Regions from separate parts of the Gossypium hirsutum genome. Here all the other regions are linked to region 1. The links are chromatin contacts, called in public Hi-C maps. All regions are on one chromosome and are shown on one strand. Each heading gives the region's core, a stretch centred on a gene start, on an enhancer-like site or on the middle of the called end of the contact. The rest is flanking DNA. Distances are from core to core; before and after follow the strand shown. Region 1 holds the start of LOC121215392. Region 2 holds the start of LOC107941232 (glutathione hydrolase 1). Region 3 holds the start of LOC107950408 (GPI ethanolamine phosphate transferase 2).

The links. Hi-C and Micro-C count contacts between places; a contact is called where the count stands out from the background.
Region 2: a Hi-C map of leaf shows a contact between it and region 1, with 2.5 times the contacts expected there. The contact joins the promoter of LOC107941232 here to the promoter of LOC121215392 in region 1. A contact is called at or near these places in 2 of 34 Hi-C or Micro-C datasets (both in leaf).
Region 3: a Hi-C map of leaf shows a contact between it and region 1, with 1.9 times the contacts expected there. The contact joins the promoter of LOC107950408 here to the promoter of LOC121215392 in region 1. A contact is called at or near these places in 3 of 34 Hi-C or Micro-C datasets (all in leaf).

The regions. Positions count from the first base shown.
Region 1 is chrD03:6,062,602-6,066,245 of Gossypium_hirsutum_v2.1, reverse strand. It overlaps LOC121215392, which reads left to right and starts at 2,035. Exons shown (of 4, transcript XM_041089848.1): 1 at 2,035-2,555; 2 at 2,695-2,913; 3 at 3,065-3,122. The coding sequence starts at 2,035.
Region 2 is chrD03:6,403,185-6,406,828 of Gossypium_hirsutum_v2.1, reverse strand. It overlaps LOC107941232 (glutathione hydrolase 1), which reads left to right and starts at 2,078. Exons shown (of 7, transcript XM_041089682.1): 1 at 2,078-2,210. The coding sequence starts at 2,195.
Region 3 is chrD03:5,800,105-5,803,748 of Gossypium_hirsutum_v2.1, reverse strand. It overlaps LOC107950408 (GPI ethanolamine phosphate transferase 2), which reads left to right and starts at 1,689. Exons shown (of 17, transcript XM_016885250.2): 1 at 1,689-1,932; 2 at 2,059-2,152; 3 at 2,266-2,310; 4 at 2,411-2,578; 5 at 2,827-2,911; 6 at 3,008-3,114; 7 at 3,208-3,288. The coding sequence starts at 1,808.

The DNA.
Region 1 (3,644 bases), core at 786-3,285:
ATTTGAAGTGATGTCTTTAACGGAGGCTTCGGGTACAACATCCATGGAATCAGAATTTGCGGGTTTATCTCTTGATGAAGAAGAAAAAGAGATCCTGCAAGCACAAGGTGACTCAGATTTAATTAATAATGAAGAATCTCTTAGTTTGGTTGGTTGTTTTCTTACAGCCAGTATCATCCATTATCCAGCAATGAAAAGCACAATGGCTAATCTTTGGCATCCGGTCAAGGGTGTTCAAATTAGAGATCTGGGAAAAAAGGTACTCGTTTAAGTTTTTCCATGTTATTGACATGGAAAGAGTTATTAAAGGGGCTCCTTGGGCATTCATTAATCATCTACTAATTTTACACAAGTTACAAGGGGGAAGATCCACTAAAAGTTCCTCTAACCTCATCACCTTCTTGGGTTCAAATACATGATGTGCCTATAGGGTTTTATTCTAATAAATTAGCGATGCAGTTAGGGAATTTTATTGGAATTTTTCAAGAATACGATGGATCTAGTTTGGGGAAAGAAAATATGAATTTCATGAGGATAACAGTTCAAGTTGACGTTCGGCACCCTCTCAAAAGGAAAAAGCAGGTTATGTTTAAAAACAAGTGCTCTTATGTTAGATTTAAGTACGAAAGATTGACTCTTTTTTGTTTCTACTGTGGCCGTCTTGGACATAGTGACTCCTTTTGTGAGGAAAAAATGGAGGCAAGGGTTGAAGTTGATGTGATGGGATGGGATTTATCTCTGCGTGCACAATCAAGAAGAGCCCAAGCAATGAGGAGTGTATGGTTACGGGAGGAAGGAGGTTCTGGGGGAGGAATGAGTGGAGGAAATAATGAAAGGGGAAACGTAGGAACTTTTACGGGAAGTGTTGATCCTATCTTAGGTTTTAATCTAGAAGGTAATGGGTTCTCCTCACAAATAGAAAGGGTTAGACCTTTAAATGATTATAGTCAAATGGCTATAGAACAGGAGTTGGAGAATGAGATGATTATTGGAGAAGAGGGAAAAAAGAGAGGGAGAAAGGATATTGAGAATAGTAGGGAGATGGAAGGGAGAGATAGGAAAGTACAAGGATTCAATCATTTATTATCGGCGGCTGTCAAGAGGCAAGCCGACCGATCGCAATGAAAATACTAAGTTGAAATGTCTGAGGTTTGGGGAATCCTGGAACAGTTCATCGACTTCGACACTCGCTGAAGAAACACTATCCCCTAGTGATCTTCTTAATGGAGACAAAAATAAACAAAAAAGAATGAAAAAAATTCGAAGAAGTTGTGGATTTCACTTTGGAATTGATGTGGATTCAATTGGATCTAGAGGAGGACTTTGTTCAGCATGGAGAAAGAACGCTAGTATTGCACTACAGAGTTTTTCAAATAGACATATTGCTGTGATCATTGAGGAAGAATGAGATGGAGAAAAGTGGATATTTACAGGTTTTTATGGTTCCCTTATTCATATGATAGGGAGGAATCATGGAACTTGTTGCGACAATTAAGAAACCAAGGAGATGACCCATGGCTGGTTTGTGGGGATTTTAATGAAATCTTATATAATTTCGAGAAGAAAGGTGGTCTACCTAGAGAAGAAAAAAGAATGGAAGCATTTCAGAAGGCCTTGGAAGACTGTTGTTTAGTGGATTTGGGTTATTCAGGTAGGAGGTTTACGTGGGAGAAGGGAAATTTGCCAGAATCTAATATCCAAGAAAGATTAGACAGAAGAGTGGCAATAGAATGATAGAGTGATTTATTTCCAAATTTTCTTATTCAACACCTCCCTCATTCTTTCTCAGACCATTGTCCACTTCTCATTGATACGGATCAGAGAGTTAGAAGGATAGCATATCAGAGGTTCAGGTTTGAAGCATGGTGGATTTTGGAAGATACTTTCTTGGATGAGACTAAAAGTATTTGAGAAAACTCAACAGGAGACCTTATGCAGAAGCTGGAAAATTTAAAACGAGGGTTACAAAGGTCGAGTGTCCAGTTCCAACAGAATAAAAGGATGACAAACGAGGTCTTATTGTCAAAATTAGAAATGTTGCTTGATGCAGATAGAAGTGAGAACTTGGCAGAGATTATTGACACAAAAATCCATCTGAACTTAGAAATTGAAAAGGATGAAAGCTATTGGGAGCAGAGGGCTAGAATTAATTGGTTAAAAATGGGAGACAGAAATACAAGTTTCTTTCATAAACAAGCATCGCAACGAAGGAGGCAAAACAGAATCCACAAGTTGCAGGGTGAAGATGGCAGGGCAACTGAAGAATGGAAGAATATGGAGGAAATTGCCAGATCGTACTTTTTACGATTGTTTTCAACAGGAGGGCAACATAACTTTGAGAATATCTTGACAGGTATTAGAAGGTGTATTTCTGAGGAAGATAACATTAAACTTAATGCAAGGTTCACAAAAGATGAAATTCGGGAAGCTCTTTCAGGAATGGGGCCTGCAAAAACACCGGGAGAGGATGGTTTCCTAGCCTTATTCTATCAAAAGTGTTGGTCAATTGTTGGGGATGACATCTCCAATTTTTTGTCTCCAAAGATTAAACGAAGGTATAGAGTTCCAATCAATTAATAAAACAAATATTGTGCTCATCCCAAAAATCCAAAATCCCTCGAGCGTTACCCATTTTAGACCTATTAGTTTATGTAATGTGATTTACAAACTGATTGCTAAAGTCATTGCGAATAGGCTACGAGGGTTAATTCATAAATGTATTGATTTAGCTCAGAGTGCTTTTGTTCCAGGAAGGCTGATTTCTGATAATGTGTTACTTGCTTATGAAATTCTGCACACTTTGAAACTGAAGAGATTGGGGAAAAAAGGATTCATGGCTCTTAAACTGGACATGAGTAAGGCATATGATAGGGTTGAATGGGAGTTTGTTAGAGGAGTAATGGAAAAAATGGGGTTTGACCCATGATGGATTGATTTAGTACTGACTTGTGTCTCTTCAGTCTCTTACTCTGAGTTTCAATGGAAATATCGGTCAAACGTTTCTCCCATCGAGAGGTCTTAGGCAAGGGGATCCTCTAAGTTCATTTTTATTCCTTATTTGTAGAGGACTCTCAAGTCTAATGAGGTTAGCACAAGAGGAAAATGTTTTGAAAGGTGTTAAAGTAAGTCGAAGATGGCCGACTATCTCCCATTTATTATTTGCAAATGATTGTATTTTATTTGCTGAAGCTACAGATAGGGGAGCACATTCATTAAAACAGATACTGCAAGAATACGAGACAAGTTCTGGGCCCCGTGTGAATTTTGAAAAATCGACTTTTTTCTTCAGTACTAATACAAAAGAGAGTGAAAGGAGTGTTGTTTCACAGATCCTTGGAGTTAGAAGAGCTAATGATTTTGAGCAATATCTAGGACTTCCTAGTATGGTGGGGAAAAGAAAGAGATTATCTTTTCAAAACTTGAAAGATAGACTCAAGAAAAAATCAACACTTTATTAGATATCTCTCACAAGGAGGAAAGGAAGTGTTTATCAAGGCAGTTCTACAAGCTATCCCAACATACTCGATGGCTTGTTTCCTACTCCCTAAGACGCTCTGTACAGATTTGGATAGAATAATAGCCAACTTCTGGTGGCAAGAGACTTAATAAAAAAGCTATCCACTGGTGCGCTTGGAAGGATTTAT
Region 2 (3,644 bases), core at 829-3,328, 340 kb before region 1:
GCTATGCAGCGGATCGATCCCACATATCGGGAATGAAGTGAACACTCTTGGTCAATGAGTCCAAGATGGGGTTCTAGGAGGAAGTAAGATGCTTAAGAAATCTAAGCCACTTGATTAGATGTCAGATGGTAAGAAAGATGCAAAACATACACAATCAATTATGGAACCAAGACATTGCAAGTTTCCGAGAAAAGTGATTCTATCAGTTTCGGTATAATTGAAGCCAAAAGTTATACAAATGCTGGAGAATAGAGAAAATTCAGATGTTTTTGTGTAGAGAATTGCAAGAAAGTTAAACATAAGAATGCATTTCATCAAATAATTGGCAGATAATAGAGACAATCACTGAGCAAAACGTAAAACTTGTTCTTATTGCAGAGGTGAAAAATGCAGATTTCAGACCCGGAATAGAAGCCACAGTTCTAATTATAAAATGACCGTAAATTAAGCATGATTGAACATACAAAACACTAAACAAGCTCAGATGATTCAAAAATCTTTTGCAAAGCAATGAAAAGTAGACAGTAAAGCTTAATCAGTCGAGTCTGAACCACGTTAGAGATTTATCTTATGCTAAAACCATAATAAGCTCCATTTCTCCAAGTTACAGTATACGAAACTACGATCATTACAGTTTACAAAATCCGACCATTCTTATGAAATTTTGGCTTGTGGAAGAAATCAACTTATGGGAGGAAATGCTAAAATGCTAAAATCCTACGATCGTTACCCATTACTACTTTAAAATGCTAAAATTTTGGCTTGTGGAAGAAATCAACTTATGAAATTGTTAAAACACAACAGATATTGAGGTAAAGAGAACCGGAGGGGGAGAGACAACCGGATGGAGATATAGAGCCGTCGCTGCGTTAGGATTTGAAATTAAATTTGGGGTTTGTGTTTTGGGAGGAAGGACGATGGTGTTGGGTATAGTGAAGGTTTTAGCGACGATTGCACTTGAAAACGTCACTGAAACAAAAGGGCAGCTTAAATGAACATTTATGTTTAGCGGCGTTTTTATGTGGAAAATGCAAGTAAAAGTAAATAACTAGACTTTTGACGATGTTTGACTTGATGTATTCGCGGGGTTTAGGCATTAAATGCTGGAACAAAATTTGGTTGCATCATGTCACATCTTTTATAAGTGAAGCGTTGTTAGTGTAATAAAAGTATTGAATCTACTCTATTTACCTGATAGTTAGGATGTTTATTGTCTCAGGTGTAGTATAGATTTGAATCGTGTTAATGGCTTGTTGTTAGAGTTTTCCTTTTTTTTTTGTAATTCATAAAAAAAAAGAAAAAAAATCTTGTATGGTTATATCTTCATTATTGTACCTAGTGAGAGATTTTGGACGAAAACAAACATGCCTTCACTTCAGCCCCAATTAAAAGTAAAATCCATGGCAACAATTAAAGCTATTCACATTTTATGTTGGGTTGATTATTTGTTTTTATATTATAGAGTAAAATTTTAAAAATTAAAATATACTCTAAGTAGGATTTTCAAAACTGAACCAGTGGTCGAACTAATTAGGCCACTGGGTCAATTGAATAAATCATTAAAAAGTATTTAAAAATAAAAACCACTTTAATCGTTTTTTTAACTTAGCTCAACCGGTCTGTACTGGTTTGCATGTTAACTACTTTGATGCTTCTCTTTAGACCGATACCTTGATTGGTTCAAACAACCGTGACTCTAGATTTCTACACTTCATATATTTGGAATTTAGTTCTCTTACTTTTATTTTTAAGAATTTGGTCTCTTTGCTTTTTGGATTTATAAATCTACTTTCAAAGTATATATAATCACATAACATTTTAATTGAAAAGTTAACGATATTATCTATTTGAAGTAATTAATTACATTATAAAAATATTAAACTAATTAATAAAATTTTAACAACATAGAGACCAAATTATGTTAGAAATTAAAGTATAAGGATAAATCCAAAATTTAAGCATATTAAAAGGACCAATATTGAAAATTAACCACTTTTATAAAATGTAAAAAGAAAATGAAAAAAATGAACGAGGGTGTGCGCCATATGTAGCATGAGGAAGATACTTTGGACTTTAATTCAATATATATGTATAGATTAAAGGAGGGTGAATAAAGTGGTGGTGCCAAACCATCTAGGAGGGGAAGGAAGATAAGGTATCATTAATGCTTTGAAGTACAACACAATTTTTGGAAATGTTCAAAATCTACTGTAAGTGCTTCTCAACCAAAACAAATGTTTTCTTTGTTCTATTTTCATTTAACTATATTTTATTTGTTTCCCTTAGAAACAACAATTCTTACTTCTCATATAGCATCATCAACTCCAGTTCCTTCAGTACCTGTAACTCCACCAACAAGTGTATCAACTTTGGTAGAACTAGATCCTACAACTTCAACAATAGCATTGATGCTAGCAAGAATTATAGTTTAGGTAAGCCTCCAAAAACAAGTTAGACCCTCTTCACATGTTCCTATAGAATTGATTCAAAACTTTGTAGGATTGTGGGATATTATCCTCTAGAAACAAGTCTCCAGCAAAACCATTGAATGCAACAACATATGTTGAGGTAAATGATGATTGTTTTCATTGTTTGACTTGCATAAATAACACCTGATATGTATGTATGTGTAGGGTTTTTTTATTGTCTCTCTATACAAAACAAAAACTACTTCGTTACAGTGATCAACTCCTTCAACTGAATAAGGTATTTCAATAGACCATTCCCCACCTACTTCAACCAAACCAATAGATACTAGCAAGACTTACTAAGAGGGGGAAGCAGATAATGTAGGGAATGAGAGTTTACACCAATGCAATAAATTGAAAAATTCCATAGCACATTCCAATGTTCACATCAATGCATAATATGCCATTAATCAAAATCTTTGGTAATATTAAACCAAATTGCTAACAGAAAATGTATAACAAAAGCATAATCCAAGTGACAAATATAATAGTTCTTTTTTGAGATGGTTGACAGGTATCTCATCGTCTTCTTTTTTAACCGCATAGCTTCCATTTGCATAGTTTAGAATTCCTTATTATTAGCCAATTGTTGTGGCTGATTGTTGTTAATTCCCAATTGCCTATTCTTTGTTAGTAACATATTGTGTTGATGAATTAAACAATAACGTTCCATTGTTTTGTTGTTTCGCTCTTCTCAAAAAACGAAATATAAATTAACAACAGTACTAAACCTATTTCAACAATAAACTCAATTACTTTTACGCAACTTCAATAAAAACTTCAAACATCAATAATTTCCCAACAAACAATTTTCAACAAATTTAACAATCGAGATATAATCTCATAATTCAACATCAATTTAAACATAAAAAAAAGTTATATCCACCATAAGCCCCAAACTTTATAAACAGTAATTTCACAAACTATAAATCTTGTATTACTACTCATTCTCATCTCACAAATCATAATACCCAAATAAAAATTTCTCAACAAAAAACAAAAAAGAAGACGAATATTAATCCAAAAAATTTTCTTCTCTTATTCCACAAAGCGTTGAAGTTGCATGTTAAAGCTCTCAACCCACAATAACAATAATTGAATATTTATCCTTACTAGTTTTTGAGTTTGAGATGGATGAAAAAAGACATTTTTTAGTTTACTATTCTTATGGTCTAG
Region 3 (3,644 bases), core at 440-2,939, 260 kb after region 1:
GTTGGGCAATGGCTAATGTAAAAGGTGGATGAATATAACAATTTCTCCTTTAAGAATAACAAGAAAAGTCCACACCTTAGCATGGTAACCAATAGCCAATTCACTGCTAGCAATGATTGAGCATAAGACATCTTTTCTTGTTTATTAATCTTCTTTTAATATCGTTTCCATCTATTGATATAAGAAAAGAGAGAGAGTAAATTTTTTATATATTAGTGATTATTTACTTAGGTGGTATATAAAAAAATGGTGTTACATTAGTGGTGGAAGGTTAATTCTCAATTTACTTCTGATAAAAAAAAAGTTAAATGGAATAAAAGCGTAAAAGTTCAAGGATAATTTGTTATTTTTCTTATATATAAGCATTTAGGGAGTTTAATAAAGACTATTTTTATCATTCATTTAATAATTATACCGCAGGTTATTCTAAAATAATGTTATTTCTATTTTGGTCCCTCTAAATTTTTTTGTCAATTTAATCACTCTAATTATGATAATTGCTCAAATTGGTTATTGCCATTAAAATTTTCATTAATCTATTAACGAATTGCTAACATGATTTTTTTTTTTACTTTTGATTGATGTTAAGTACCCTTATAACTAGTCCAAAATACTATTTTTAATTAGTTTTCATTGCTTGTTTGATAATTTCTGGACAGTTTTTTTTGTTTGGTATCATATGAGCTTTTAGAAAAATAACTAAAATCCAACACTTGTTTCCCAACTTCATTAATCCCAGTATTATAGACTCCTAGTGGATTCTCTTGTAGAAGGTGATTGCTTTCTGTCACCTTTCAAGCTCTTGTTCGGGTTCCGATGAAGGCGATGGTTGCTTTCGTTTAAGTTTATACTTTTCTGATACCTTTTCAAGCTCTTCTTTTTCGGGTTTAGCAATCTGCTTTTCGCGTTCCAATGACTGTGATGGTGGCTTTCGTTTAAGCTTATAGCTTTCTGTCACCTTTTCAAGCTCTTCTTCTTCGTGTTTATTCCTTTTGTTACTATTTTTTTTTTCGATGACGGTCATTTTTGTAGAAGTTTATAGTTTTCTTTCACTGTTTCCTTTTTCAAATTGATTATGGTAGTATGATAGTGGCTGATTTAGATTCATATGGAACTCCAAAAGATGATCAAAATCTTCCCCAAAAGCTAAATGTTCTCAACTAGGAAAAGTTAAGCATTGGAGAAAAAAAAAGAGAGTTTTGGATTAATTATTAAGAGATCCCTAAATTTAGTCAAAAGTAAAAAAAATATCACATCAATAGTCCGTTTAGGGAATTAAAGGAATTTTTACAGGATGATTAATTCGAGCAATTATCTTAATTAGAGTAATTAAATTGACAACAAAAATTAAGGTGACCAAAATAAGAATGGCGCTATTTTAGGATGATATGTGTTGTAGTTTACCCTTCCTCTAATGCACATGGATTACTTTACCTATTTTTCAATATAGGGATCAAAATGTAATTCAAGATATAATATAAGGATTGTTATGGTAGTTTTACCTCTATAATACTCAAGCTAATCGCTAGATCGATGATGAAATACTTAAATTGATTCATTATTAATACCTTAATGATTCAATTAAAACGTTTCAGAGTTTGTATACCAATTTACAATCGGGACCATAATTTGAGGATATCAATTGGAATTAACCCTTTTAAAATCGAAAAGTATGTTCAAATCTTGCATTGGCTCTCAGGCTCAGCTAATGCAAATCTGTTCATCCCCCTTTCCGTTTCTGAATTCCACTCTATTGATTTAAGGAAATTAGGGTTTTTGAACGTTTCCTAATTCAAAATCCTAAAAGATGGCGCCTCTGACTTGCACCAAACTGTCTTTAATCACCATAGCCGGAGTCGTAACTCAAGTCATCGGCCTTTCCTTTTTCGTCTTCGGCTTTTTCCCGGTAAAACCGGCTCTTCCCGGCACCAGGTAAACACTTTGTTTCATTCGAAAACGAAAGAATATCTCATTTTCAATTTGAAATCAGATCACAATTCTAAACAATTCAATTCAATTTTTTCTTTTTTTGTTTTAAATGTTTTGCTTTATCTTCAGTGGTTCGGAGAGTTTTTACGTGCCGGCATGCGACTTCGTTAGCAATCAAAGCGACACGACCTTGCCGTCCGATCAACTCAAATCATTATATCAAGTTCGTTCTAATAGAGTTTTTAATCTAAAATAAATGAAAATAAATAAATAAACGAACCGTGCCTTTCCAATTGCTTTGAAATTCTGAAGACCGTTCTTTTTTCTGTGACTTAGGAATTGTCGGGGATTCCTCCTTCGTTTGATAGACTTATTTTAATGGTAAGTTAGTTTTAGTTAGTTAGTTGCTTAGTTTGTTTCTGTTTAAAGGGTTAATTTGAGTTTTTGTTGTATAATTTACAAGGAGTTTAGTTTAGTGTAGATTGTAGACGGTCTTCCAGCAGAATTCGTGTTTGGAAAAGATGGGAAACCGCCTAATAAGCAATTTAAGGAGGCAATGCCTTATACTCAGTCATTGCTAGCCAGTGGATCGGCTATTGGTTACCATGCTAAGGCTGCCCCTCCTACTGTAACAATGCCTCGATTAAAGGTGTGGACTTTTCTGATTGTTCCTAAAGGAGAAATTGTTACATATATCCATCCTATCACATTAGCTGTTGCGCAGCATGCATGGGGCCACAAAATTTCATTTGCTTGAACAAGTCATGCCAGCATCCTGAATTGTTTGGTTTGCAACTGATATGGAAACAACTAATCTAACTCCTTTTAAAAATATATGAAGTTATATGTTTTTCTGGAATATGGTTTTGGCCTCACGGTGTTAGCTTGTGATTGTAGGCTATGGTCTCTGGTGCAATTGGTGGATTCTTGGATGTAGCATTCAATTTTAACACACAGGCTATGACAGATGACAATCTTCTTGGTTAGATTTAAAGTTACCTTGATGTTCTGTAATGCAAGAGTACGTTTTACTTTTAATGGATCTATTGAGGGGCTTCATTATTCACTCATATGGCAGGTCAGTTTTTCAAGATTGGCCGGAAAATGGTGATGCTCGGTGATGAAACATGGCTTAAGTTGTTTCCTGGGTTATTCAAAAGGCATGATGGTGTTAGCAGCTTCTATGTATTTCTCATTCTTGGCATGCAGTGTTTTATCTTTATCTGTAAAAATTATGTGAGCAGATTCCTGACTTTACATAATTTGTTATTGATACAGGTGAAGGATACTGTGCAAGTAGATCAAAATGTTTCGCGACATTTGGGAGATGAACTTAGTAAAGATGACTGGGATCTTTTGGTTAGCATTTTTTATTTTCCTTGATCTAAAAGGAAATATCTTGTAATATTGTTATATTGATGTTTGTCCCCATCTCAGTTTTTTTTTTTTTTACTTTATTATTATTATAATTGGAGAAACATAATACTCAAGACACCAAAGGTTGCCAGCTTAGGTACTCTCTAGTTTCTACTTTTCTAAGTTAAGATGTTCGTGGTTACCACTGTTTACATTCATGCTACTGTGCTGGTGCTGCCTAGGTTGGTTTCTGTGTTTTTCTTGTTCTTATTTGTCTCCATCCTGTTTGCTGAGCTTAGTTATAAATCCAATATAATTAATAAACTATTCATTGACTGCTTTGAAGATTAACTTAACAT